6 separate regions of the Mus musculus genome follow, and regions 1, 2, 3, 4 and 6 are each linked to region 5. Evidence: chromatin contacts called from public HiChIP or PLAC-seq, capture Hi-C and promoter capture Hi-C data. All regions are on one chromosome and are shown on one strand. The core of a region is the stretch at or near the end of the contact, and the rest is flanking DNA. Distances in the headings are between cores, read along the strand shown. Region 1 holds the start of Dtymk (deoxythymidylate kinase). Region 2 holds the start of Rab17 (RAB17, member RAS oncogene family). Region 3 holds the start of Mlph (melanophilin). Region 4 holds the start of Erfe (erythroferrone). Region 5 holds the start of Cops9 (COP9 signalosome subunit 9). Region 6 holds the start of Scly (selenocysteine lyase).

What was found. Promoter capture Hi-C pulls out the DNA fragments that hold promoters and counts their contacts. HiChIP or PLAC-seq counts read pairs in DNA pulled down with a chosen protein or histone mark. Capture Hi-C pulls out chosen DNA fragments and counts their contacts.
Region 1: a promoter capture Hi-C map of pre-B cells shows a contact between it and region 5, with 4 times the contacts expected there. The contact joins the promoter of Dtymk here to the promoter of Cops9 in region 5.
Region 2: a promoter capture Hi-C map of embryonic stem cells shows a contact between it and region 5, with 4 times the contacts expected there. The contact joins the promoter of Rab17 here to the promoter of Cops9 in region 5. A contact is called at or near these places in 1 of 39 promoter capture datasets (embryonic stem cells) and 1 of 9 other capture datasets (liver).
Region 3: a contact with region 5 is called in a promoter capture Hi-C map of liver, with 4 times the contacts expected there. The contact joins the promoter of Mlph here to the promoter of Cops9 in region 5. A contact is called at or near these places in 5 of 39 promoter capture datasets (embryonic stem cells, hippocampal neurons, liver and 1 more).
Region 4: a capture Hi-C map of macrophages shows a contact between it and region 5, with 4 times the contacts expected there. The contact joins the promoter of Erfe here to the promoter of Cops9 in region 5. A contact is called at or near these places in 8 of 39 promoter capture datasets (embryonic stem cells, frontonasal cranial neural crest, hippocampal neurons and 4 more), 1 of 115 datasets of contacts at active chromatin or transcription factors (astrocytes) and 2 of 9 other capture datasets (liver and macrophages).
Region 6: an HNF4G HiChIP or PLAC-seq map of pancreatic cancer cells shows a contact between it and region 5. The contact joins the promoter of Scly here to the promoter of Cops9 in region 5. A contact is called at or near these places in 5 of 39 promoter capture datasets (embryonic stem cells, liver, pre-B cells and 1 more) and 2 of 115 datasets of contacts at active chromatin or transcription factors (double positive thymocytes and pancreatic cancer cells).

The regions. Positions count from the first base shown.
Region 1 is chr1:93,800,190-93,804,785 of GRCm38.p6, reverse strand. Dtymk (deoxythymidylate kinase) reads left to right here and starts at 2,852. Exons shown (of 5, transcript NM_001105667.1): 1 at 2,852-3,088; 2 at 3,876-3,984. The coding sequence starts at 2,959. Ing5 (inhibitor of growth family, member 5) reads right to left here and starts at 821. Exons shown (of 8, transcript NM_025454.2): 1 at 747-821. The coding sequence starts at 783.
Region 2 is chr1:90,968,039-90,972,804 of GRCm38.p6, reverse strand. Rab17 (RAB17, member RAS oncogene family) reads left to right here and starts at 3,185. Exons shown (of 6, transcript NM_008998.4): 1 at 3,185-3,575.
Region 3 is chr1:90,912,416-90,916,935 of GRCm38.p6, reverse strand. It overlaps Mlph (melanophilin), which reads right to left and starts at 1,836. Exons shown (of 16, transcript NM_053015.3): 1 at 1,683-1,836.
Region 4 is chr1:91,364,529-91,368,988 of GRCm38.p6, reverse strand. It overlaps Erfe (erythroferrone), which reads right to left and starts at 2,559. Exons shown (of 8, transcript NM_173395.2): 1 at 2,341-2,559; 2 at 508-624. The coding sequence starts at 2,508.
Region 5 is chr1:92,638,715-92,643,355 of GRCm38.p6, reverse strand. Cops9 (COP9 signalosome subunit 9) reads left to right here and starts at 1,371. Exons shown (of 3, transcript NM_001163425.1): 1 at 1,371-1,476; 2 at 3,597-3,669. The coding sequence starts at 1,414.
Region 6 is chr1:91,296,696-91,300,786 of GRCm38.p6, reverse strand. It overlaps Scly (selenocysteine lyase), which reads right to left and starts at 2,449. Exons shown (of 12, transcript NM_016717.3): 1 at 2,339-2,449; 2 at 147-259. The coding sequence starts at 2,391. It also overlaps the pseudogene Gm7785.

The DNA of each region.
Region 1 (4,596 bases), core at 1,603-4,102, 1.2 Mb before region 5:
TGAACCCTCCTCAGAATGCCCACTGGATGGACATCAGAATAAAGATAGTTCACCTTGGAGTCCCACTGCCCAGGCCCAAGGAGAAAATGGGCGCCCCACTGGCTTGATCTACCTCCCTCCAAAGGGTCTCAATTCTTCCACTATAGAGTGGGAAATAATCCTCCTCCGAGTTCTTGCTGGGAGCCAATCTCACGGTCTATAAATAAACGGAGTTGCCAATTTCTGGGATGTCAAAGGTCAACCCGTTATACAGAGCATCCTCCCTTACCGGGCTGGCTCGTGATAGCACGAGTTCCCTCGAAAAAGGCACCCCACTAGCCTAGAGTTCCTTCCTACAGCTCCACAAGCAAACACAGTGGCTTTGGCTCTACAGAGGGATTTGAGCACCACAAGCCGCAGGTGAAGAAGGGGCGGGCCTCCCCGCAACCTAGACCGAAGTAGAGAGGCGGGAACAGAGGCGTGGTCAGCGTCGGGGGTGTGGCCGAAGCGGAGAAGGCGGGCTGAGCCCCAGGCCACACCCCTCCGTGACGCACCTGGAATTGGCGCGGCGGAGGCGGCGGGACCCCGCGCCGCGCCCCACGCCCTCCATCTGCGGCCCCGCCCCAGACCCGCCGTGAGCCCCCACAGTCCCCATGATCAGTCCCCATCCTCCTCCGCATCCCGGAGCCTCGCACGGATCGCGGTGGGCCGGGGGCGGCGGCGGCGGCGCGAACCCGCGCGGGCGGCGGCTCGGCCAGAGTGCTTACTGTCCAGATAGTGCTCCAAGTACATGGCAGTCGCCATCTTCGCCTCGGCCACGCTCGGGGTCTGCGCGAGCGGGCGGTGCCGCGGACTCGGGGCGGGGCGGCGCCGCGCGCTCACTATTCATGAGCCGCGTGCTCCGATTGGCCGGAAAGTGGGCGGGGCAACTCAGGGGCCACCCCTAGGCTTCCGGCCGGCTGTGGTCGCCAGGCGGCGCTGTGGGGCTTGCCCTGAGGGAACGCGGATGGGCGATGTGCTCGGTTCGCAGTTTGCAATGTGGAAGCTCTGTCTCTGGCCCAGCCGGATTCCAAGCCCTGGCAGGGGACTCCGCTTGCACGTGTGCTGGCGCCAAACCTGCCAGCCGACACCTGCCGCTCTTCCCGCGTTGTTCAGACACCCGCTGCCTGTGGTTTCTCCTGGCTGACGGGGCCTCCCGGAAGGAGACCCCCTCACAGGCATCGGTTAACTTCCATGCTCTTTGTGGCTGTCTGGTCCCGAGGGGGGCGTGCCCACGCTGGACCTCGGTTGCTTTGACTCGCACTTCGTGAAGAAGCCACGCACCCCTCGATGCCTGCAAAAATACATTTTACATTCCTACGGCAACTCTGTTACAGTTAATGAAACAATATAACTAAAATCCAGGGTTTACCAGAGTCCACTCTTGGTGGGCTCTAATATTTCTGAGAAGTATTAAGTATCCCCCTTATAGCATCCTGAAGAATATTTTTCACTGCCTTTAATTCTTTTGGTCTATTACAATAGCGCGCGCACACACACACACGCATACTTGTAACCAATAAACGTTTTAGAGTCTCTGTAGTATTGCTTTGCTAACATGCCATGTAGTTGCATTTTACAGTACACAGTCTTTTCAGACTGGCTGCATTTATCATTATACAGTTCAGGTTCCTCCATGTCCTAGTAAGTAACTGATAATTCACTTTTTACTTCAAAATTATTTCACTGTGTAATTACCAGTTTATCAGTTTGCGTGTTGGAGGACATCTTAGCTGCTTCCATATTTAGGCAAATGTGGCTAGAGCTGATACAATCATTTGTGTGCAGACATAGTTTCCAACCCATTTGGGTAAATATTGACTTCATGTTAAAAGTAGAGTGCTTTCTTGAGAAACAGCCAAGCTATCTTCCACACCGTTTTTGCCTTCTCCTCTGCACTGACAGTCTCCTTCGCTCCACGTCCTCACCAGCATGATGAAGGGTTAGAATTGTAGATTTGGGCTATTCTCGAAGAGGTGAAATTATCTTAATTCATGATTCCTAACAATATGTTTGTGTTGCACATTTTTACATATGTGTCTGGCATCTGTGTCACTTCTTTGGGTGTTAGTTCAAATGTTTGCATAAACCTTGATCTACCTCCCAAATGTTGGGTTTATAGGCTATGTCACTCACTATATCCAATTTATTCTGTGCTGGGTATGGAATCTTTGTTCATTAGGCAAAACATAACCCAGCCCAGCCTTTGACTGCGGATCCTTTTTTCTCTTCCTCTAGAGTACTGTTGTTTGGGTTTTTGAGCCTGGGTCTCACAATGTATCCCTGGCTGGCCTGAAACTATGTAAGTGGCCTCAGACTCACAGAGATTTGCCCGCCTCCTGCTCATGTATTTTCCCTGACTTTATTTTGTCTGTAAAAACACTGCTAGGGGGAAAGGAATTTAAAAGGGGGGGGGGTGGTTTCAATTCTGCCCACGCTGCAAATAAACCCATTTCCTTCCACCAACTTACACTAAAACGACAAGGAAAATTCCTGAGCGGTTCGAAAATGCTGCAGAAAGTACATCTTGGGGGTCGATGTTCCTATCCTTAACTCCTTTCAGAGCCTGATCATCACATGGCTCCTGTACGCGCGCAGGTGTGTGTGTGATAAGAAACTTTTAGAACCCTTCAGTAGCGCGCTTAGGGGCATAAAAATTTGATTCCGTTACAGGTCTCGAACTTCCACGTGACCAGAGCCTGCGCAACCACAGTCCTTAAGATTGGTGCTCTTCGGGAGCGGCGAACGGAAGTTCCGCGAGTTGGCGCTCGCTAAACTGCAGACTCCCGGGCCTAGATTACGTCACGTCCGGAAGCTGTTCCCCGCAGGCCACAGAATTCGTTTTCCAACCGGAAGAGGGCAGGGCTTCCGTGCACGCCGGGCTTCTGCTGCATCTAACATTGGCGGGAACCTGGCAAGTTGACCGGTGCTGTGCGGGCGATGGCGTCGCGTCGGGGAGCGCTCATCGTGCTGGAGGGTGTGGACCGTGCTGGCAAGACCACGCAGGGCCTCAAGCTGGTGACCGCGCTGTGCGCCTCGGGCCACAGAGCGGAGCTGCTGCGTTTCCCCGGTGCGCGGGTGGGCCTGGAGAATTCCCTCACTCTCTCTTTGGGTTGTAGTCTTAGTATCTTTAAAAGCTTTTAGAACATCTATTTATTTATTATTGTGCATGCGTGTGCTGGCTAGTCTATGTCAGTTTGACTCAAGCTACCTCAATTGAGAAAACTGGCCCCACCAGATTGGCCAGCAGACAAGCCTGGAAGACATTTTCTTCATTGGTCATTGATTTGGGAGGGCCCGGCTGGTGGAGATGGCTTAGTTAATAAAATACAGGCTGAAATGAGAGCCTGGGTTTAGTTTCCCAGGTTAAAAAAAAAAAAAACCTAGTACGGTTGCTTATCCAACCGCTGGAGAGGTGAGACGGACTCGTTCCTGGGACTTGTGAGCCAGCCAGTTCAGCCAAAACTGAGCTTCAGGTAGAAGCTCCTCTCTGAAAACACAAGGTGGAAAAGTACTGAAAAGGGAACATAAGGTTGACTTTTGGCCTTGCGCCCTGTACACTGGACACCAACCCCTGATCCTACAAATTAAGTAGGTTGGGAATTGGAACAACCACTTTGCAGGATATTTTAATTTTCAAACCAACCAGTCAAAAGTCTTACAAGTACTTTTGAAATCAAGACTTGCACGTACATTACTTCCTTTTCTCGGGGAGACTTCTTTGGCTTCAGAGATGGTCCAAAGCTGTCTGGAGGTTGAAAGTTAGGTGTAGGTGCAAGGAGAGAACTTAAGTGCAAACCCCTGTAGACTTCAGGTGAAGAGTCTGACTTCAGTCGAGTGTATCTTTGTCTTTCTAGAAAGATCAACGGAAATCGGCAAGCTTCTGAATTCCTACTTGGAAAAGAAAACGGAACTAGAGGATCACTCCGTGCACCTGCTCTTCTCTGCAAACCGCTGGGAACAAGTGTAAAGACCTGCGTCGTTGCTCCCCGGTTGTAACATGCACACTTTTGTGTGTGGCAAGGGTGCGAGCACCTGTGTGTGGCATGTGTGCAAACACCCGCACGTCGAGACCAGAGGCCAGCTTGGGAGGTTTCCTCTACCCTACCATTCGACGCCGTATTTGAGATAAAAAAATCGACGTATTTGAGATAAAAAATCGTCGTATTTGAGATAAAAAATCGCCGTATTTGAGATAAAACATCGTCGTATTTGACCATCGTATTTAACCACATCCGGCTTGTTTTGTTTTATTAAAAGGTTTTTTTTTTGATTTGGTTTTTGGTTTTGTTTTTTTGATACTAGGTTTCCCTACATAACAGTCCTGACTATCCTGGAACTTGCCTTATAGACCAGGCTGGCCTCATAAAAAATATGTATTCGTTTTTGTGTAATATAAATGGCTACCTGTATGTGCACCTCATGCATACCTGCTGCCCAAGGAAGACAACTCCTGTAACTAGAGTTACTGAGAGTTGTAAGCTGTCATGTGAGTTCTGGGAACCAAACCTGGGTCCTTGGCAAGAGCAGTAAGTGCTTTTAACTGCTGAGGCAAGGTTTGTTTTGTTTTGTTTGTTT
Region 2 (4,766 bases), core at 1,936-4,435, 1.7 Mb after region 5:
GAATAATAATGTAATAAAGAGGGGCTGGAGAGATGGCTTAGGGGTTAAGAGTGTGTTTCCTCCTCTTCCAGAGGGGCCGAGTTCTTCAGATCCAGTGTGGGGCTTATAACGTCAGCTGTGGGGGATCTGAAGCCCTCTTGCTGGCCTCCACAGTGCTGCACGCACATGCGAGAACCCACACAGAGACTCATGCGCATGCATATATTTAAAAGTACATTGGAAAGTGTTCACAAAACGCTCACACATGTTTAGGCAGCAGTAGGTCCAGCTGTTCCTGTGGGGAATGGGGTAGGAAGTTCTAGAGATCATAGGATAGCAAGAAGCTCTCATAGGGTAGCTGTCTATGAAAACAGAAAGTCTCTGTCATGCAGTGTTTGAACAGAGGTTGAGAAGGGTTTGCATAGGCTCCGCAGCCCTTGCAATTGTACCCAGTTTTATAATTTTGCCTTGTTTATTGTCTCACTATGAACCCAATGCTATCTTGCCCCCCCCCCGCCCCCAACTGTGTTTCACTCCCTGAGTACTGGGATTATGGGTGTGTGTCCCCAAGCCTGGCATAGTTCTGACTTCTTTTGAAAGGTGAATGGGTGCCCTGGAAGTTATGTGCATGTCCATGTGACATACTAACCTGGCTTAGTGAGAATTCTTGCCAGTGCCCAAGGTTGATGAACTGTCTGGAAATTGGCCACACACACACACACACACACACACACACACACACACACACGAATGACTTAGGAACTGCTCTGTCTTGTTTCCACCGCCAGCAGCAATGGTTCTAGTTACAATCTGAATTTTGGAGTTGTGGGTCCTCATCAACGCTGAAGTAGAGTTTATCCCATGTTAGCCCAGAGAACACATCCTTTGTTTCTTAGAGCCCTGAAAATTTCTCTCCCACAGCAGGCAACTCTCAGCACCTGAATCACACATAATCACACAGGCCAGCCAGGCAGGGGCTGCCTTTAGGAGTGAGCAGACAGGTGTCCAAGTGAGCAGACAGACTGGTCTAAGAGAGGATCTTGCAGGAGAAGACTACCCAAGTGACCTTTGGCATGGGGTAACTCGGAACACAGAGAAGGAATGCACCCCCAGCTCTTCTCAAATGTCTGGATTCTGGCTTATCCTGGTCCACCCTGGGAGAGGATCCGGTTGCTTGAAATCATCCGGAACACCAGTATACTCCTAGACACAAGCCCAGTGGTAATGGGGGAACCCGGACTCTAGGTAGCAGAATCCTGGGAAGGGAATTTGGTGCATACACCTCTTCCTGCTCAGGGCTCCAGTCTTCAGGGGAGGTCATGTTACAGGAAAAAGATGAAGATGTATTGTTAAAGTCACTGGAGCCCTTGTCAGCTGACCCTGAGTTGAACAAAAAGAGGATTGTGCTTGTTAGTCCTGTCTCAACCAGACAAACCCTCTAAGAGAGGCTCTAGAGGTCAGAGAGGGCCTCTTCTGACTTTGAGAACGTAGGGTGTCATGTGAGAGGGGCCTATGAAGAGATCTGTTACCCCAAGAACTCTGAGCAGCCAATAGAAATGGGGGAGTCTCAGTGCTTCTATCCCGGGGAACTGAAGGTTCTGCGAACATCGTGTAAGCTCAGAAGAACTGTCCTGATTGCCTTATCTATGTGGGAAGACCTGCCCCCGTCAAGGGCAGCACCCTCTGCACAGCCCATATATAAAGGGCACAGCAGTAGGAAGATTTTTGGCCTTTTGCTCAACTCCCTCTTGCCTCTGAGTTGATTCCTCTCCTTGCAGCTATTCCTCCACTGATGTCAGAACCAGTGTTTCCAGCCTTCTGATGTGGACTAGACACCAACAGTTCTCCAGAAACCAACTAGTTTTGCAACACCCCCCAATTCCCCTGAGACTGCAGAGGTCCCCAGCCTCATGAACTGAGCAAATACTGGGTTGTTTGCCCCTCTAGAGGGAGACAGTTACAGTGGGATTGTATCTCACTGGTGAGGCAGCCAGCCTCACAGACCAAACGGCTTCTAGAGTCTCACTCTTTCAGTGGGATTCAGCGTTTGTTACTGTTTTTATGTAAGTTGACTTAATACATTCGGCACATATAAAGCTCTTTCCATTGCTCCTTGTGCATGTGTTGCAAGGGCAGGTCCAGCCACCCACAAGTCTGTCTTCAGGGTACTGAATCGAGATTAGAGTTTAAATAGAGGGCCAAGGATAAGCACCTCTATTCTGATCAGTCTCAGACAACGTGTGGTCCCGCCCACCACGGATCCGTCATTATAACAACATGAGAACTTCAGTCTCATTGTAAGGTAGTCCGACAAGCTGTTAGAAATGCATGCAATCTCTTCCCAGGCAGTGTACTCCCCAGTACAAGATTGCTAGGAGAATGCCCACTCCTTTGGGCTCGCTGTTTCAACAGTCTGATGTTCAACAGTCGAACTGAGCTACCTGTTACCCTGCAGCTCTGAGACTTGACCTCTCCTTACAGCTCCCGAGCTGTTGTCTGTCTGTCCATGGGGTTAATAACTCTTTATAAACCCCTTTGATAACCCCCCCCCCCCGCAACAACCCATCTCAGTGTCCCCTTGAACTCCGGAGACCTTTGTACCAGTACCATTTCCAGTGTAAACCGAAAAGGCCACGCCCACACATCTCTACCCACTACAAGGAGGATAGAAGCGGTGCTGGGTGCCACACCTTGGATGCCAATCTAGGCACAGGGAATCAGGGTCCTGTTCAGAAACAGAATGAGGTTCTTGGTCTTCAAGGCTGTGGGGGCACCCAGACGTGTGGACAGGGTGTGCGTCCTGGAGGACAGGGTGACAAGAAGAAGGCCAGTGGCCTCTGCAGAGAAACAGGTTCTTCAGGGTGCATTGGAAAGCCTCTTGGGAATCCACGACAGCTGCCCCCTCCCCCACTTAAACGGTGCTGAGTTCCCCATTGGGAACACAAGCTGGTAATCCAGGTGAGTTGTGAGCACAGAGAGAACACGCGATTGCCTGGGACTTGTGGCTGAGCACAGGAGAACTGATTTCCATCTTTCTTCAGCCTAGAGTTTCTCCTTCTGGGGATCCTCCAGCCCTGCCCAGGCAATTACCTGCTCCAAGGCACACCCATCCCAGGCTCTGGCCCCGGCCCTGCCCATCTGGCATGCGGCCTCAAACTGGAGATGTTTACATAAATTAAGAAGTGAGCTCGCTCGCTCCTGTAACAGAAGAGCTGTTCTCTAAGTCTGTGATGCTTTCTGGTACAGGTGAGACCTGGAAAGGGCTGAAATTCAGGGCTGCAGCTCGGTGAGGAGGCAGAGAGCCACCAAGTGTGACTTCTAGCTTACTCTGACCCAGCTGATCACATGATCATGTGGGGACTTTGCACCGGAGTTTACAGGAAGAGTCCTGCCGGCTGGGGCCTTGGTGGGAGCAGGGGGCCTGCTCACTTCATTTGCTCGGCTGCTGGTAGTCAGTGTGCACTGCTCTGCCCACCCCGCCCCTGGCAGGACCCTGACGAGTCATACAGCACCCAGGGGAAGCACAGCCAGGGGAAGAGAGGGGTGCCTGCGGCCCTGTGGGATGGTGGTCTGTAGCACTCTTCTAAAGTGAACAGGTGAGTCCTTTTTAGATTGTGTTGTGCTGCGTGTGTGTGTGTGTGTGTGTGTGTGTGTGTGTGTGTGTGTGTGCTGTGAGCATGTGTGAGTGTGTGTGTATGTGTGTGTGTGTGTATGTGTGTGTGTGCTGTGAGCATGTGTGTGTGTGTGTGTGTCTGCTGTGAGTGTGTGTGCATACAGATGTGTGTCCCTGTGTTCTCAGGACCTGAATCAGAGGCGAATCTGAAACAGTAGACGCCTTGAGTTTGTTCAGCACCTATAGTGTTCTTGTTTGGGTCACATTGAATTTTCCTTGCAGAAAGTTCCAGTTAAGGGTTTTGAACATAAAAGGCGAGTGTGAGTGAGTGGGTGCCTTGTAAGGAAGCCTTTTCAGATGGCTGCAGAGGCTCCAGCAATAGCAGAGAGCTTGGCAGACTCTTCCAAAAACTCTCTTCTGCAGCTTGCTGTCAAATGCCATGTTGTTCTGAAGTTCGGTGTCTGGAATGGACAGCTTGGAGGATCTGGGTGAAGAGGAAGGGGTGCAGCTTCCTGGGGTTTCCTCCTTCCCTGAATGTGTTTTCTTAGGTGGAAGAGAGGCAGGCTTGTGACTGCTGAAGAAGGACCCAGTCAGGATGGGAAGAGACTCCCAATTGCAACCACTGCCTTCAGAAAGATCCAAATTCTAGAAGAGGGGGCAGGTACCACATCTCCAACTTTCCCTCCAAGTCGAGGCTTCTGCCTGGCTGCTATTGGAAACTTGCAACACACAGTCACTCAGAAAGCAACACGAGCACATCTGCCGTGGTCTTATCTATTACAGAGAAAAATAATTAATAGCAGGAAAAAAATTCAGTGATAGGGGAATGAACTATCAAAGCGAGATAATTGTAGAAATCTGACGCAGGCACGTGGACACTGTGTTTGATGCTATGACCATTAGGGCAGAGTGTGAGATTACATCAAAGCTGAGGTATTGTTGTTGTTATTGTTGCTGCTGTTTTGTTGTTATTAGAGATAGGGTCTTACTCTGTAGCCCAGAAAGGCTTGAAACTTGTGGCAGCCCCCTGCTTAAGCATCCCAAGTGCTGGGATTATAGGCTTACAACAACTATTGGTGTTGTTTTGGAGGTGCAAAGGCAGAGTTCCCCTGTACCACCCCTGAGGCATATCCTGCCACCATCAGTGCTGGGCCGAGCTGGTGCCTCCCGGGGT
Region 3 (4,520 bases), core at 587-3,086, 1.7 Mb after region 5:
GCTACAGAGCCTGCAGCTGGGCTTCCAAACCAATTCAGGCATAGGCAGCTTGGGTGCTTCAGGTCCCTCCTGCTCTCAAGATCTCACTGTCTACTGTGAGAGGTTGGGGCCCATGGGTGATCCTGCCACTGTCAGCTGGCATATGCTGAGTTGTCCCTCAGTTTGTTTGCTCACAGTCACTGATGTGCCAGGTTCTGGGACAGGTGGCACTAGAAGCAGATAAGCTGGCCTTTATCTACAAAGGTCTCTGGTCATCTCTAGCCCAGTATGATGCTGGGATCTTAGACTTAAGAGGCACCATGGTGGTAGGGTACAGGGTGCATACATGTTAGGGATGTGTGTGTCTTCTTTCAGAAGTCGCTTTTGAAAAGAACAAGACAGTGAGCCCTAAAAGGTGCTTTGACTGCATGGCCAGCACACATGGCCGTCCTGCATCCATACTGAAGGAAGGGAACGGTATCATTAGCCTACAGGCTCTGGTGTCCTCTTTACCCTTTCCTTACCTCCCCCCTCTCCCAGTTCCCCCTCCTTGACCTCCCCCTCCCCCAGTGTCCCTCTCCAACCTCCCTCCTCCTCTAGTTCTCAGCAGCTTTTCAGAGTCACTAATGCATCAGGATGACCCACCAGCTTCTCATGCTTGTGCCTGGACCAGGTTCCAAGTCCTGTGAGGCACCTGCCCTGGTACCCACTTTGGAGATGGGGCACTGATGCTGGGTGAGATGGAAGAACTCACCTCCCCACCTTGCCTGGTGATGCTCTAAGAAGTGACACCTTGGAGACCTGGGCCCGGAGGGGTGATGCTCGTGGCCAGGAAAGCTGTTGCTGTGTCTTACTAAGGCCTTGTAATCAGTTGGGAGATGGGTGTGTGTTAAATGACACACATCTGGGCCAGGGAGCCATCAGGCTCAGGGGTTCACCAACTTCAATGCCCAGCTACCCCTGGTCTTTAGCCCATCCCTTTTCCTGAGACTTGTGCCCTGGGTATCTAGGGGAGTCTTGTACCCTGGTTATTACTCAAAGCCCTCAGAAGGAAACAAGAGCAATCCTTGTGGCATAGAAACAGAACAGACAACAGCACCAACTCATTTCCGATGAAAGCAAAGAACTGTGTTTTTAGTTCAGGTCAGTAGGACATAGGTGTGTGCTCTGTGAAATCTTCCTGCATCTGTGAGACTCAGCTCTCTCCCAGGCTTGGACACAGTGGGGTGACACTCGAGGTGTTAACACATTTCCTCTCACATCTTCATAATAAGAAGGAGGGCCTAGAGGACCTATGGTCCAACAACAACAACAACAACAACAACAACAACAACAACAACATGATTCCACTAAGTCCGGAGGAGGGCAGGTGCCTCCTTCATGCACCTATCTGCTTTCTTCTTGCTCCCAGAAGACAGCCAAGAGGAAGCCAAGAGGGCAGCCAAGAGGAAGTTTCTGTACAAATAGCCTCTCACCCTGGGCTCCGGTCCAAGTCTCCCGAAGGCACCAGCTTTTAGCTCAAAGGAAGCTTTTAATTAAAACCAACTGTTTAGCCCCAAATGGGCTCCCCAAGGATTTCGCCCATTGTGTTTAAGGCATCCAGAAGAAGCCCAGAGTTCAGAAGTAAGGTGTCGCTGCACCCTCCCTGAGCCAGATTCCCTCTTCTGGGAGTTCTGCAAGCCCCAGGTCCTTGGTGCACTCACCAGCCTCTCTCCTGGGAATGCCCAGCCTGTAGCTCTGGCTCGGTGGGTCCTGGCCTCTGCTCCTTTCTCTTAGCTCCTGAGAGAGAAACCCCAGGCACCGAGCGAGGCCAGTGTCAGGGTGCACTGAGCTAGACAGAGCTGTGTGCGGGGATCCAGGCAGCTGTGGCGCCGGTCCTGCCCAACTTGCGGCTCAGATCACGTGGGCTACTCCTGACCCGCCCAGCTCCGGGATCGACGTGCACCCCAGGGTGCCTGGACAGGCCAAGAGCAGAGCGGACTCCAGTGGCCCTCCTGGGAGGCGCTGAAGTGGGTATGGAGGACAGAGGCACCTTGTCCCCAAGCCGGTTGAGAGCAGAACACGCGTTGGAGTTGTGCGCTCATTTCCACCACTGGGTTCTGGTCCCCCATAGGAGGGATCTGCTGGCAAACCGCATCCTCTGAGAACACGGCACCTCCGCAAATATCCATTTTAACTCTTTACTTAGCTTCACAGACAGGGAAACTGAGGAAAAGCGCCCTACCCAAAGTCACCAACTTCTTAGTGAGACTGTGAGCCCAGGTTTCCAGCTGGAGTCGCTGTCCCCCAGGCCCTCAGATGGACTCACAAGCGGCCCCCCCCCCCCAGTCCGGCCAAGGCCTTGACTATTGAAAACAGTCCAGTAGGTCTGTGGTCTGAGAAGCTCCACCCAGAGATCTGCCCTGGATGTTGAAAGAACATAACCTCCCCCCATGCCGCAGCATAAGAGCACCCTGACCCCTTCCCTATGGCTATATTAAAAAACCAACCAAACAAAAATTCACTTAGCCAAGTGTGTGCTAGTTCACACCCAAAATCCCAACACTTGGGAGGCTGAAGCAGGAGGATTGCTGAAAGTTTCAGACCAACCTGTTTTAGTATTGAGTTCCAGCCAGGCCAGCCTGAGCTACAGAGAGAGGCCTCTACTCTTTGAGGACAACTTTTACAACTCAGTGCTGGCATCTGCAACATAGAGACAGGGCCGTAAACAATAACTAGCTCCAGGGTGGACAGATGTGATAGTAGCATTTATTCCCTGTCAGCAGGAGAGGAAAGGGAACCTTAGAAGACATGCTTTGGGTCATCTGCAGATGTGTGTGTGTGCGCGCGCGCGCGTGCGCGCGTGTGTGTGTGTGTGTGTGTGTGTGTGTGTGTGTGTGTGTGACTGAATATGTGATTGTGTGTGTGCATATGACTGAGTATGTGACTCTCTCTGTGTGTGCATATGACTATGTGATTCTCTGTGTATGTGTGCATGACTGAGTGTGTGAGTCTCTCTGTGTGTGCATATGACTGTGTATGTGATTGTGTGTGTGTGTGTGTGTGTGCATATGACTGTGTATGTGATTATGTGTGTGTGTGTGTGTGTGTGTGTGCATATGACTGAGTATGTGACTCTCTCTGTGTGTGCATATAACTATGTGATTCTCTGTGTATGTGTGCATGACTGAGTGTGTGAGTCTCTCTGTGTGTGCATATGACTGTGTATGTGATTGTGTGTGTGTGTGTGTGTGTGCATATGACTGTGTATGTGATTATGTGTGTGTGTGTGTGTGTGTGTGCATATGACTGAGTATGTGACTCTCTCTGTGTGTGCATATAACTATGTGATTCTCTGTGTATGTGTGCATGACTGAGTGTGTGAGTCTCTCTGTGTGTGCATATGACTGTGTATGTGATTATGTGTGTGTGTGTGCATATGACTGAGTATGTGGTTGTGTGTGTGTGATTAAGCAGCAGCTGTGTGACTTGGGATTCTTAGGAGAAGCATGACTTTCTGGCAGCCTCACCCTGAACAGGCCGCCCCCCACAGCCTCACTGCTGTCCGGCACCTGGTGTTAGTAATAAACTCGACACAGCAAGTTGCTTTGGACTCAATATTCACAGCACACCGCCACATGAGCTCCTGGCAAACACTCACTAAGGCCAGCAGAAATCCGTTTCATCCTGTCTGATGATGTAGGCTATGTACTGCACGGTTGCTTGATGTTTACTGGTGGGCAGGTTCTTTTCGAAAGATAATTCTGCTACAAATCTTACTGTAGAAAGGAATATCAACACTGTGTATTTAGTGTGCCTCAGATGGTGCAGACATGATTGCAGCCATCCTTCCACACTCAGAGCATGATCCCTAGAATAAAAATGAAGTTCGGAATTTCAATTTGAGTCAAAGAGTACATGCAATGTAGAAGCAATTTTAAAACTGATGAAGCAATCTTGAAGTGATAAGAAGTCACTGGTGTGACACAAAGGACTCCTCGTTCCCCTCAGCCACTTGTGAAGGATGTATGGGTGGTCAGGTGACAGTATGTACTGAACCAGGATGGCCCTCCTGAAGTTCAGATTTCAATCAGCGAAATGACGCTGCGTGTCAGGACCTTTTGCCTTTGGTAGACTGCCTGTCTCCATGACATCCTCATGGACATTCCAGAGGATGGGCTCCAGCTTCAGTTACATCTAGCAGTCATCCCCCCATGTACATGTATGTGTGTATACACACTTGTATTGTGCTTCTGTGATATATACATGTATGTGTATGTGAGTGTGCATGAGGAGGCCAGAAGAAGACATATGGACTCTTTTCCATCACTCTCCACCTTATTCCTGTAAGACAGTGACTTTTACTGCCCCGGAACCTAGGCTGGCAGCCAGCAAGCCTGGATACACACACACACATACATACACACACACACACACACACAGAGAGAGAGAGAGAGAGAGAGAGAGAGAGAGAGAGAAACACACATATTATATATAAATAATATAGGGCTGGAGAGATGGTTCAGTGGTTAAGAGCACGGACTGCTCTTTCACAGGTCCTG
Region 4 (4,460 bases), core at 1,310-3,809, 1.3 Mb after region 5:
GGACCTAAGGGAAGGAGGCAAGCTCCTGCATAGAGAAGCCTAAGCAAGGCCAGGTAGCCTAAGGGGGCAGGGCTGACCACACACACATACACACACCCAGGCCCAGTGAATGGGTCAGATCCTGGGCAGGTAAGGCTGACCCTCAATAGAGAAACACAACACACACTGAAGCCCAGCCTGGATCCAGAGTTACTTGGAGGAACTCAATGCAGGAGTCAGTCATCAGGTCCAAGTGCCAGCTTCCTGCCCAAGCCAGGGCCATACTGAGAGGCTCCCATCCTGTACCATTCCAGCAGCCCGAAGCCAACCCAACTCCTTAGCATATGTTGGGTGAGCTTCTCCCTCTGGCCATGAAGGGAAATCTGGGGAGGACCTGGCATCCTGAGGGCTCCTAACTCCTGACTTGCTGGACGCCAGCTTCATACTTGATCCTTGTTTCTTTCCATGGCTTCTGCTGTTGGAAAGGGTACTAGGGGCTCGGGGAGGTGGTGGGCCCAAGCTGCTCACCTTCAGCCTCCTGGCTTTGCTCCTCCTCTTACTGTTGATCCCCTTGTCACTCTGCTTGACGAACAGCATCCAAGCATCCCGGGGATCCACACTGTGTGCATGCGCAATGGTGGGTTCCTGGAACACAGATGGCCACAGTAGGTTTGCTTGGTAGCATCTTGCCCTTGTCACTTGTGTTTTCAGAGGTAGTGTCCGACCCATCCCCAGCCCATGGAGGAGGGAGCCCAGGCTGCAGGAAGGTAGGAGTGGGGCTCCAAAGCAGGTGCTCTGGGATGTATCTTCTTGCTTTTCCTTGAGTGTCACCGTCCTTTGACAGTCACTGGAACCCACAGTTGCTTAGGAGGTGACTATGAATATATGAATACTGGGTGACAACAGGTCATTTTGTCCCTCCCCACAGTCAGAAGTGTCAGGGAGACCAGCCTCAGGGCCACTGTGGTCACAGGGCATGGGGAGCAGTGGGGCAGAGGAGCCGGATGTCATGACTCTAGCTAGGCCTTTACTTTTCTCAGCTTTCTAAAACACTGGCCCAAGGATTCAAGCTCTGAGAGTGGCCTTGTTTCCTGGCAGAGGCCTTTGGCAAATAGGACAGTTAATAGGCCTCTAATGGTCTGGGTTCCATGTAGGGCTACCAGCTAGGAAAGGAATGAACCATTCAAGAGGCCTTAGAAGAAGTCAAGGGCACAGACTCCAGTGTCTGACAGAAAGACCCAGGATCTCAAAACTACCCAAACCGGGGTCTTGTGGGTCACAGGCCAGGCTGCTGTGTCAGGATGATGGAGGCTTCTATGCTTCTTGCTGTCTGATGCCCTCAGTGGACACTCACAGTGCAGTGCTTCCATTATAGGTCAGAACAGGTGTACTGACCCTTCCAGGGGACCGGTGGCCTGTGTACAGACTCGCACCACTGTCAACTTGAGGGCAGCACCGAAAATACATGGAGCCATGTTGGTCAGGGGCCCCAGGAGTTGGAGTGGGAGCTGGGTTCCAGCTATCAGGGAACTGGTGACACCTTGCCCCTCCCAAAGAGGGTTCAAGGCCAACATTCCACTGGGAAGGTCCAGCCTACTCCCCACTTCCTGGTGACTATGTCTGGACCTCATGAAAGTTTTGAAGGCTGATGGCTGGGGGTCAGGGGGAGGCTTCAGACAACAAGGACATGTTTACTCCCACCAAAGGAGGCAGAAATGGGATGGTGGAAGGACCCAGGGATGCCTTGCAGAGGGAGGTATTGTAACCATCTCCAGCTGTCTTAGTGGATGTTTTGTTGGCCCCTGGGGTGCTGAGAACTGAAGAGCGCGCTGGCCTGGGGTTTCCTTGTGCCTGGCCCACAGCATGAGCGATCAACTAGACCCTGAAATTCTTCCCTGAACTCTCACCAACAGGACTGACCAGCTCCAATGAAGGCTACCAATCCACCCTCCCCAGGCCTCTAGCCACACCCTCCCCAGCCTGCGTCTCCACCCCAGCAGTTCAGGTGGAGATCTTGGGAGGGATCGCAGGCAGAGCCTGGTTACATCACTCCTTTCCCAGACGCAGTCACCTAACAAAAAGGAACTAGATCTGGGAGCCCCGCTCTCTCACCAGTCTTCCAGTTTCACGAGGAGCAAGTTAACTGCATTTCACACCTTTCCCAATCTCTCCTACTGGCCTAGTGGAGTTCTGCCGCCAAAGCCACGGTACAGAGGACGCATCCACCCAACCCTGGGTCTCACAGAGCCCCTGAGAGCGACGTATCCCCAGTGTTGGACACTGCGCAGCAAGGGGTGCCACCTTCCCCACCGTCTTAGGGCCCCCCGGGACAGGAAGATGTGGGGCGCGGCTGCGTCTTACCGGCGGGCTGTTGGCTGGCGGGGCGGGCAGCTCGGCCCCGGGCGGCTGCGGGCGTGCATGAGTCCCCACGGGCTCCGCGGACTCAGGGACACCGAGGCCCATGGCGGCGAGTAGGCTGGCGCAGGCGAGCAGCGTGCGAGCTCCGACGGGGCGGCGGGTCGAGGCCATGCTGGCGGCGGCGGCGGCAGTAAAGAGCACGGCTGGTCAGGTCGGCGCCTTATAACGCGCTTGAATCCCCCGCCTCGCGCGCGCCGCCCTCGCTGCCGTCGCCCCCTCGCGGCTAGGGCACGCTCTGCAGGCACAGGGGACCCTGAGGAGGCGGGCGCCCGATCCGGTCCGTGCACGCCTCCACTTTGCTGCCTGTAGCCCAGGGTTAGCTTCTCTTCTCCTAGCCCTGCACCCGAGGCTTTCTAAGACACCCCCCCCTTTCTCTAAGGACACCCACTGCACCATTCTGCACGTCTTCTTAGGACCTCCCCCCGCCCCGGGTCTCTTCTTTTCTCATGGTTCCAGGCCTTAATGACAAGTTGAGTACCTGAGAATATGGCAGCCCTTATGGCTCCTCCTTTTCAAGCTGGGGAACCTGGAGCACTTTTAAGGTTTCCCTGCTCTTCCCCACCCCGGATGTATCTGCACAGCTGGCACCTCTCAGGCTCCAGCTACGGAGTCTGCTACTAGCAGCTACAGAGAACTGACCCAGTCTGGCTGAAAGGTCGGATCCCTCTGATGTCCTAAGCCAGGCAGATGGAGCTCAGACTGCTGCCCACTGCCCACCACGGAGCATTCAACCAGGACAGATGTGGCAAATCCTAAAGGATGAACTGCGAGGAGGCCTTTTCTGGGTGGTTCTCCTCCAGAGAGGCAGGCCTAGCTGCCTTGAGCTGCTGTCATTACATTGGCTGTAGATAAAGCAGCACACCTGGGTTTCTTTGTTTCTTTTTTTGTTTTGTTTTGTTTTGTTTTGTTTTTTGTTTTTTCCTTTGTTTGCTTGCTTGCTTGATTTGTTTTAATCTTAAATTGTGTGCGTCCAGGTGCCCTTAAAGGCTAGAAGAGGGAGTCCAAAGAAGGGACTTGATTTGGGAAGCATGACCCTAAGATATCAAGTGACCCTGCTCTGTTCACAGTGAGGGCCCCAGCTGGAGCGCTGACAACCAGATCTGTTGCCATGTGAAAGTAGTTATTTTCCCAAACAACGGACTGTCCTAGTGATGTCATGGGTTCTTCCAGAGGGCCCAGATCCAAATAGTTCTGGTACTGGCATGGCTTCCTGGACCCTAGCTCAAGGTAATGACGCGGTCCAGTTCAGGCGCATAGCCCCAGAGCTCTAGCCATTCAGGAAAGGTTCCCGCATGTTTGCAGGGTCCTGTTTGAAAGCAAGGTCCTCAGGAGGACAGGAGTGCATGGCAAAGCTCACAGGGCGCTAAGCATAGGGTCCACAGCCTCAAAGGAGTGGCATCTCTGATTCAGAAGTGGGACCCTTGAGTGTGGTGGTGCCTGGGTCTGAGTGAACATTCTGAGTGAGTCGGGCCCGGCAGGAGAGCAGCGAGTGACCTCCCTGTGCCTTCTTGCATGGCAGAAATCTAATCCTCATTCCTGGGACCTCATGTCATGGCCTTGACCCAGCTTCCCGGCAGTTCAATGAGCCAAGCTTTCTCCGTGTCCCTCTTTCTTCAAAGGAAGGCTGTAGGCTGATGAGGTCATGGGCATGAAATCTTCCCTTTACTCAAAGACAGTGGGAGCCTGCCTGAGGCTGACTGGCTGTGCGGCCTCAAGAGTACCTGCAGCTAGCAGTGGTGTCGTTAGCTATGTATGCCTTGAACGTGGATGGACCATCAGTACTCGGATCACGTGACTGTCCCTAACATACAAAGGAGGAAAATGAGGGATAGACCTTGGGAGAATCAAGGAGTCCCCAAACCAAGGCATATCCAGGCCCAGGTACCATGTCTTGCAGTCAGCAGCTCTGTAGGCCTTGAGTGCTCCTATGGGCTCTGAGTGCTCCTAGGGTGTGGTGGTCTAAGTAACAATGGCTGCCATAGGCCCATATATTAGAATGCTTAGTCATCGGGAATAGAACTGTTTGAAAGGATTAGAAGGATTAGGAGGTGCTGCCTTGTAGG
Region 5 (4,641 bases), core at 122-2,621:
GTCTAGGCTCAGTTCCCATTATATCCTGGCTGAGTAGGTTTCCCTAGATCTGTCCTTACCTGTGATCCCCATTTTCACTCTAGCAGCCTGCACCCCAACCAAGCCCCTGACACCTCAAAGTTGTTAAAGGAAAACCCAACCAAACCAAAAACCCAATCCTACCCAACCCACCCACCCACCCAACCAACCAACAGTTCTCCAACTCTTTGAACGCAGAGGAAGGGAAAACATCCAAAACCATCAGGAGAGGCACAGGAGCAAAAGCCTTGAACTGCTGGAGAGACTCAGCGCAACCACAGTAGCAAGAGGGACTGACAGTCAAGGGGCAGGGTGGGGGTAGATGGGAAATAACTCAGGGGTAACACAGACGCTTTGCTGAAGTCAGGACCAGAGGACATCGTCTGGGGATAGTGGAGGGTGAAGAGCCCTATCAGACATGGAGAGCAGGCAGGTATCAGCTGGATTTCAGGCTTCTTGCTACAGGGATACTTGTTAAACCTGGATTTTATCAGGAGGTGCTCAGAGGATCCTAGGGGGACATCCAGGAGACTCACTAGAGTATTCTAGTCTGTCAGAGCATCTCAGGCCCTCTCTGACAATGATCCACACCTCTCTGTCCCTTCCCCATCTTTTTTCTTTCATTCATTCTTTAAAAACCATGGTATAATATAGCACCCTAACATGTATCCCCCTGGCCACCTCTCAGGGGACAGTCCAGTCATTTAATGGACACCTTCCCCCCCAACCCCACCGCACACCTCTAGAACTTTTGATTTGCAGATCTAAAACTGTGTCCACTGAGCAACCACCATCTCCAACACTGCTGCATTTATGAGTCTGACTGCTCTAGGGATCACTTATGAGTGGTACACAGCGTTTGTTTACGTTTCACTTAACAACATCCTTAAGGGTCCTCCATGCCCATAGCTTAGGAATCCCTTCTTAGTTTTAGGATTCCACACTATCTCACCGTGTAGATAAAGCCCATCTTGTCTGCGTGCACTGGGTTGCTTCCTCCTTTTGGCCGAGGTGACCCTGTGAGTGATCACTGAGCGTGGACTACTTTTGGATTTCTGTTACCCCCAACAGCACCCGGGGATCCAATACCCCCATCTTCTAGCCAATCCATTACTGCCTGCGAATCCTAAACAGTAGCCATTCGGATGGTTTTGAACTGCAGCTCTGCTGGGAAATGGAGAGTCTCCTTTCTCCGCTGACAACTCGTGCTGTGCGGTGTTGCTGGTCCTTAGACCGTCATCTAATCCGCTGCCCTCTTTAGCTCCCAGAGAGCTGCCCTGCAGCCAGGCCAGCGAGTGCCACCGAGGCGCGGTCCTCCGAGGTCTAGACGTGCTCGGAAGAACGCCGGAAGTAGAAGGGGCTGGCCGGAAGTGAGCGCAACGCCGCCTTGTCGAGATGAAACCCGCAGTGGATGAGATGTTCCCCGAGGGCGCGGGGCCCTATGTGGACCTGGATGAGGTGGGGTGGTGGCGGCGCGGAGCGATGCGTGGGGGTGGGAGCACGCCTGCAAACCTGCGCGGGAGCCCAGGCCTTTGGGGATTCAGAGGCTGGGGAAGCGGGAGCTGCCGGGGACAGTCGCAGGGCCCGCGACTGTTAACGTGAACTGCAGCGAGGAAGTAGGGTTTGCTCGCTGTCAGTTGATTGTGGCTCCTGATAAATCTTCCAGAGAGGGAAGGCCCGAGCGAGGCTTACGCACTGACAGGCCTCAAGACCCCAAGCTCTGAGAGAAGGGTAAGGGATGGTGTGTGGTAACTGCGTGCTTGGTGCTGGGACTCGGTTATTTCGTGTAGACACATACAGAGTTTTCGAGCGATCCTGTGCTTTTGATTTCCACCATGGTCACAGATCTCTCCCTGATATGGGTGGTTATGATCAGGAGTGTCAGCCAGCTCTTGTATGTCTGCTTCCTGTTCCTCCTCAAAGCTCAGCGAGTAGGGCGATGCGGGAACGTATCCCCGGACCTGAGAGATGTCAGTTGTGGCCCGAAGAGGCCGGTTGCATATCCTAAGCAAGGGTAGGGTGGGGTGAGGGTGCCCTACAGACGTATCCGTGGGGTTTTAGTCGGCTCAGTTGAGGCTTAAGAGAGGAGCTTGCCCTGATCCAAATATTGAAGGATGTGCCCTGTTGACCTTGGGATATAGATGACGAGAGCCATAGTAGCGGAGCAGAGCGATGCTCCCTTGTCCACTAAAGGAAGGGGATGCCTTGTTGTTTGTCTTATGGTTTCTATTGCTGTGACAAACACCATAACCAAAAAAGCAAGTTGGGGAGGAAAGGATTTATTTGACCTACATTTCCAGGTCATCACTGGAGGAAGGCAGGACAGGAACCTGGAGGCAGGAGCTGATGCAGAGACCATGGAGGGGTGCTGCTTGCTGGCGGGCTTGTTCACTGAGGCTTGCTCAGCCTGTTTTATTATAGAACCCAGGACCACTAGCCCAGGGATGGCACCACCTACTATGGGCTGGGCTCTCCCTAATTGAGAAAACGTCTTACAGCTGGATCTTGTGGAGACATTTCCTCAACTGAGCTCCTTCCTCTCTGATGACACTCTAGCTTGTGTCAGGCTGACACACAAAACCAGCCAGGGCATAATTGAACACCGAGGGGCATGAACAAGCAGGTCCGCATAAGGACGTCTGCAGAATGAAGTGGGCTCTGTGATTCCCCTGATGAGGCAATTGCTCTCAGCCTTAGCCCCTCAGTCCTGCAGCAGGTGATCTGAGGGCATCTCAGTGAGGAAGCCTGACTTCCTGTGGGGGTTGTGCCTTTGGAGGGTTTGGGGCTTCGGTTTATACAGAGATAGTAGAGAAATGGAAACAAGAAGAAGGAAGCCTTAAGGAAGTTGTGATTGAGGCAGTGAAGGCAGGAGGGCTCAGCCAGGACTTCAGAGGCAGTCTGTATGGCTTCCTGCGGTGGCGGGGGTGTGTGCAGAGGCAGAGACAGAGGCAGAGGCAGAAGGAAGATTCAAAAGAGAGTACAGGACATGCTCATGTACCTGACACTCCAGGGAAACTTGAACCAGCAGCCTTCGAGTGATGGGGCCCAGGAAGGAGGAGGCCAAAGCCAGCTGTACTGTGAGACACACCCACAGGTCCCTGCTACCACTGTTCTGGGTGACTAACTGGCACAAAGCCTTTGAGAGATTGGGTATGGCGGCTGCCCTGGAGGATCCTCCCCAGAGCAGCAGCACCCCAGACCTCAGTTCAGGAATGAGCAGCTTCCCAAGGGCTGTGGTCTCAGAAAGAAGGGGGGCTCTAGAGCAGACATCCAGCTTGCTGATGTACTTCTGTGGCCTCTGGCATTGTCTAGGAGGTTGAAGACTCCGGCAAGAGAGTACCACACAAGGCCATGCCAAGGAAAACTCAAGGGACACAGGACCTTGAGAGAGCTTGAAAATCATTTGTTTGGCTTCCCCATTCACACTATTTTTTCTATTTGGAAAATTCTGCCTCCCAACTTGAACATTCTTGTCCCTCAGTGTCCTGTTCCAGGGAGGTGGGATGGGTTTCGTAACAAAGCCACCACTTACTTTTGGGAAACAAATACACTGGATGACCCTGCCTCTCATTCTCCAGGCTGGAGGTAGCACCGGGCTTTTGATGGACCTGGCAGCCAATGAGAAGGCCGTTCATGCAGACTTTTTTAATGGTAAGTGGGTGCCAGGCTTAGTCAGGACTTTCCTCTGCCGTGGACAGCTTTGTGCTGTGGGTAATTTGGATCATGGAACAGTGTGGCCCGGACCTTGTTCCTGGCAGTTAGCTCTGCCTGTCAGCCCTGTCTGAGGGGAGAGCAGGAAGTAAGCTTCTCCCCAGTTTACTACCCAGGGTTGCATTTGAGCAGTGGTATGAAGAGCACGTGCAAATGGACATTGATTATGGCCTGCCTCCCAGACACAGGCCGGCGGGGCTCTGTCTTTGGTCTCTCCTGATAATGTGCGTCCCTTTCTTCCCTGGGTCACACCTGTTTGTCTACCTGGACTCATGGCCACTGCTGCCTTTGCAGGGTAACAGCTGCGCTCAGCTTCCGCTCATTCCGAGCGAGCGAGGCCAGGGCTAAGAGCATTCTTGATTAGATTGTTGTACCAGTTGAGCAGTGAAAGCCGGCAGTAAAATCACCAGGCATGTGACAGGGCCTGTTTGACCCTCTTGTCCTTCTGATTCTGAACGCCTCGTTCCTACTGATCAACCCTTACATTGGGTTCAAGTGGCGATTGGGAATCTAGGCTAAGTTCCCTACTTGGAGGGGAGAGGTGGTTTTCTCTTTTCGTCCCAACAAAGCTCTAGTGCATGACTTTCCAAAGAGCCATGACTAACCATGCCATATTGATTTCTAACTTACTAGAGCTCCCCTCAAGTTCCAAGTCCAGATGGGTTTGGGGGCTCATTGGCATGTAGCTGATGCTTGACTGGGGAGGCCATCTGTCAGATGGGTGGGTGTTTCCTTCCTGGGAACTTTGCATTTCTGGTGTCAGAGCTGGGGGTTAGAGGAAGGGGCAATGTAACCTTCAAAGTCATTTCTCTAAATTCTGTTCAGGGAGTAGATGGTGCAGGGCTACTGACTGCTTCCCAGCACGGCCTATGGCACCGTGGGGTAGAGTAGGTCACGGCTCCTGACTGCTTC
Region 6 (4,091 bases), core at 1,200-3,699, 1.3 Mb after region 5:
TTTGTAGACCAGGCTGGCTTTGAACTCTGAGAGCAGTCTGCCTCTGAGTGCTGGGATTAAAGGCACATGCCACCAAGTCAGGTTAGTATACACTTTCTCTAAGAGGCTTCTGGTTCCCTTTATTGTCATGGATTCTTCTAGATTACCTGACACATAGGAGCTGCTGGGGTTTCCCCAGGCTTCCTTCATGGCCTCTGTCACAGCCTGGATGACTTCGGGCTCTAGAGGTGTGGTGGCATTATAGTCCATATAGACCTTCCTGGAAGAGAGAATAGCCTGTAAAGTTTGGGGAGGCAGAGTATAGCAGCAATACTCTTTTGGGGGACCACAGTGAGGGTCTTCTGCATCTAGAGTGAAGGCCCAGGTAGGCTATTAGACCTCAGCTCTCCATGTTCTCCCTCCTGATGGGAGACACCATGGTTTCCAGTCACCCAGTAGCTGCCCCATACAAGATGGCCATAATCTCCCCTAGCATGAGGCTGACTGATGGCTGGAGGCCAGAGATGCGGCCCAACTCCAGGAAGGGAGGGAGGAAGGATCTGCCAATGGCTGGGGAGTCCCACATTCCCCTGGGTAATTTCCCAACAACTTGGAGCCATCTGCCCCTTCCAGTCCTCCAGGAACTGCCTCTAGGAAGGAGCTTTGTACTCATCTTTGCTGGAGGCTTCCCAGGGCTATGGCTGTCCCCTCCCTGGCTTTTACTGGGCAGGTCTCTCCCTGGGGCAACTTGCATTTTCAGTTTTTCTTGCCCCACCCCCACTCTACCTAAACTTTTTAAAGTCTGTGCTTCAGCAGATCTGTTTGGATGAGGCTCCAGGGTTCGATTGGAAACTGTAGGCCGCACGCAGCCTGGCCCTCTTCCTTCCCTCCCTCCCTCCCTGTCTTCCGCTGTGGACCCATTCATCATCTGACCCAAGAGTCACATGCTTAGTGTCCTCTCTAGGGAGCAAGTGATGAGCAGCTCCAGGAACAAGCAGGCTTTGTCTTCCTATGTAGGAACTTCATCCACAGGACACAGAGTTCAAAGCCCCAGAGACCCTCCCTAAGGAGAGTTATCTGCTTGTGTTCTCACCAGGGTCCCAGACCTTCGGAAATCTCTATGGTAGGCAATCGGGCCTGAAAACAGTCATTATTTCACTTGGTTTTACATCAAACCAGTGTTCAAGCCGATGCAGTGGTGAGCCAGCACACACTGCCCAACTATGTCCAGGGGAGCACGGCAGAACAGGCAGGAAGAAGCTTTCATCTCCTATCTTTGCTTTAAGTGCCACGCAGTCACCTGATCTTGCAAGGCTGGGCTTTGTAATGTGGACCTACCTGACCACCCTGGGGCTGGAATTCCCATTGCCGCAGGCTTTGCCTGTGTCCCAAGTCTGTTCCTTCCTAGAAATAAAGAGCCCCCAAAGTGCTGCACACCCATAGGCCTGCCAAGTGACTGGTTTTCCCATCTATAGCTTGGCCGAACTGGTTTATGGTTTGCATTTTATCAGCGATTGACTCTGTTATTAGCGGGCTTCCTAGAGAAAGTGAAACTGCTTAATAAACGTCTGGTATAGGCTCAAGCCACCAGGCTTAGGCCTTTATGAGACAGGTTCTCACTGTGTGATCCAAGCTGGCCTCCAAATCACAATCCTCCTGTCCTCAGTGTTGGGATTATAGGCAAGTTCCACCATATCGGAGAAGGCAGGAGTAGCCTGGACTACATATCGAGGCCTTATGGGGCTGAGGTGGAGGAGGGACCGGGGGTAAAAGAGAAAAGAGAAAGAAGAAAAAAATGAGATGGGGATGGAGAGGGGGCTTCTGGTATAACACATTCCTGGGTGGGAGAAGGCTGAGCCAGGACCTCCGGTTCCTTGCGCGCCAGGGGAGGAGGTCCCACAGCCCAGTGGACAGCAAGAGAAGGCAGGTCTCCCCCACTGTCCTGGTGCTCCTAGGGTTCCCGCCCCAAAGCCCACTTTAAACCTTCGGGTGGTCAAATGGGCCCCAAAGTCCCGTCCCCCCCCCCCGTTCCCCCCCGTCCCACAGCCACGCCATCCTAGACTCTAAGCAGCGGCGATTCTTGTAAAACGCAGATAATCGCGATTCGGCTGCCAGTTCCAACCTCCAGGAAGAGCCCATTCCCTGGGAAGAAGCCCGAAACGCGGGAGGATGATGTGGCCACACTCGGCACAGTTGTCACCCGTGGGCCCCCTTCTGCCCTCAGCTTGGGCGGTAGCCTGTTCTCTCCCGGTTCCTGTGGCCGGACGCTTCTGCGTGTCCCTTCCTCCCGCCTCACCATACACTCACTGAGGTCCCCCAGGTGTCCCTAGGCCCTGCGGGCTCCTTGAAGGGAGCGCACCTGTCGGGTAGGCTCTCCACACTGCCCAGCGCGCCATTTCGCGCCGCGTCCATCCCCCTGATCGCCGGCAGGTCACCCCAAGCCTGAGCGCCCCGAAGTCTCTGAATGGGCGGAGCCTCGGGTCCCGGAGTATCCGCATTGGCTGCGCTTCGCGCTTTGGCCAATCTGTGAGCCGCACGGGCCCTGCCTCCGCCCCTGACTGGTTGATTGGTCATGTGGGGTCAGGTGGCAGTGGGACGGAGCTGGAGACTACCTTAGTAGGGCCACCGCGCTGCCGGTCCTATCTAACCGGTCATCGGCAAAGCGCGCGCCGCTCATGGCGAGTCATCTGGGTGCTCCAGCTACTGGCACCGTGCTCTGGGAGCCCACCTCCCTGGGCTGTCACTAGTGACAGAAGGACCAGTGACTTCACCGGTCGCCGCAAAGTTCATGGAAGTAAAAGTGTTAGGATGCGCGGTGCAATGAGAGGCACCGCAGCAGCCAAGACTGAGCGCCTGGAAGGGTTGGCGGCTAGTGCTCGCTGGACATAGGATACCCCACATCCGCCTTCGCGAATGATTTAATTGCCTGAAATTAGGAAGTTATGTGTTGATACTTTTGAGGCGATCTAGATCAGAGGTGAGCTAAGCAGGGCTGTTAAAATTATGGAAGGTTATAGTCACTAGGCATGCACATGGTGCTCGTATGTAAGTGCAGACAGACGCATAAACAGACTCATACACATAAAAATCTTTTTTTAAACAATTGAAAGGCGTGAAGCAGGACAGTAGTAGTACTGGCCTTTCATCCCAGCCCTCCAGAGGCATAAGCTGGCCAATCTCTGTGAGTTCGAGGCCAGCCTGGTCTACAAAGTGAGTTCTGAACGTGTGTTTTATTTTTTATTTTTCAAGTATAATGCTAACTTTATTGTAAAATGAGATTCTCTGGGTGAAGCATCAGCAACACTAGTCCTGCCTGCCATTATGTGGATGAAAACAGCTAGACTTCTGTCTGTCAGTGAGACAGTAACAAGCACTGGATAGACATTGTAAGAAAACGGTGAACATGGCAACCGCTAATGCAGAGTGAACATTACCCAGCATGAAGTCAGTGAAAAACTGAACATGACTCTCATTGTATGGATTGAAATAAGAAAAAGAATATGGTAATTTTACCCATTACACTTTGTAAAATCAGAGACATGAATTTATAAGCAGTGCCTTTAATAAAGACGGTAATTTAATTTCAAATAAATATATTTGCTTTCTATTCCTTTATCGTGTATTTTATTATGTTTCTAGCTGGCAAAACCCACCCGATTATTGAACTCAGTAATAACCCAATCCATGATGCTCCATCTGTCATACATCTAACTCACTTTACATACACTGCAAGTTCACATAGCATCCCTATAAACTGCTAGAACCTCCCGAGCCCAGTGTGACTGGCCTTTTGGACAAGGCAAGGGAGGGTCCGTCTGAGCATCCTCAGATTCAGCCTGCTCTTCCCACAAGTGCCAACAAGGGGCAGCTCCTAGCTCTCCTGCTCCTCGTAGTGAGCGTAGCCACTGGCATAGGTCCTTCCTAAATTCAAGTTACTGAACAGATCTGATGACTCAGCATTTGAGTCCTTCCCATCTTCTTCCTCTTCATCCTCTGCTTCATCCTCCTCCTCCTCATCATGGTATCCAGTATCTCCATACTTGTCCGACGCATCATACCCTTCTTCTCCTCCAGTCTGCCTGCCAAATTTCAAGGAGCGTGTTGACATGTTA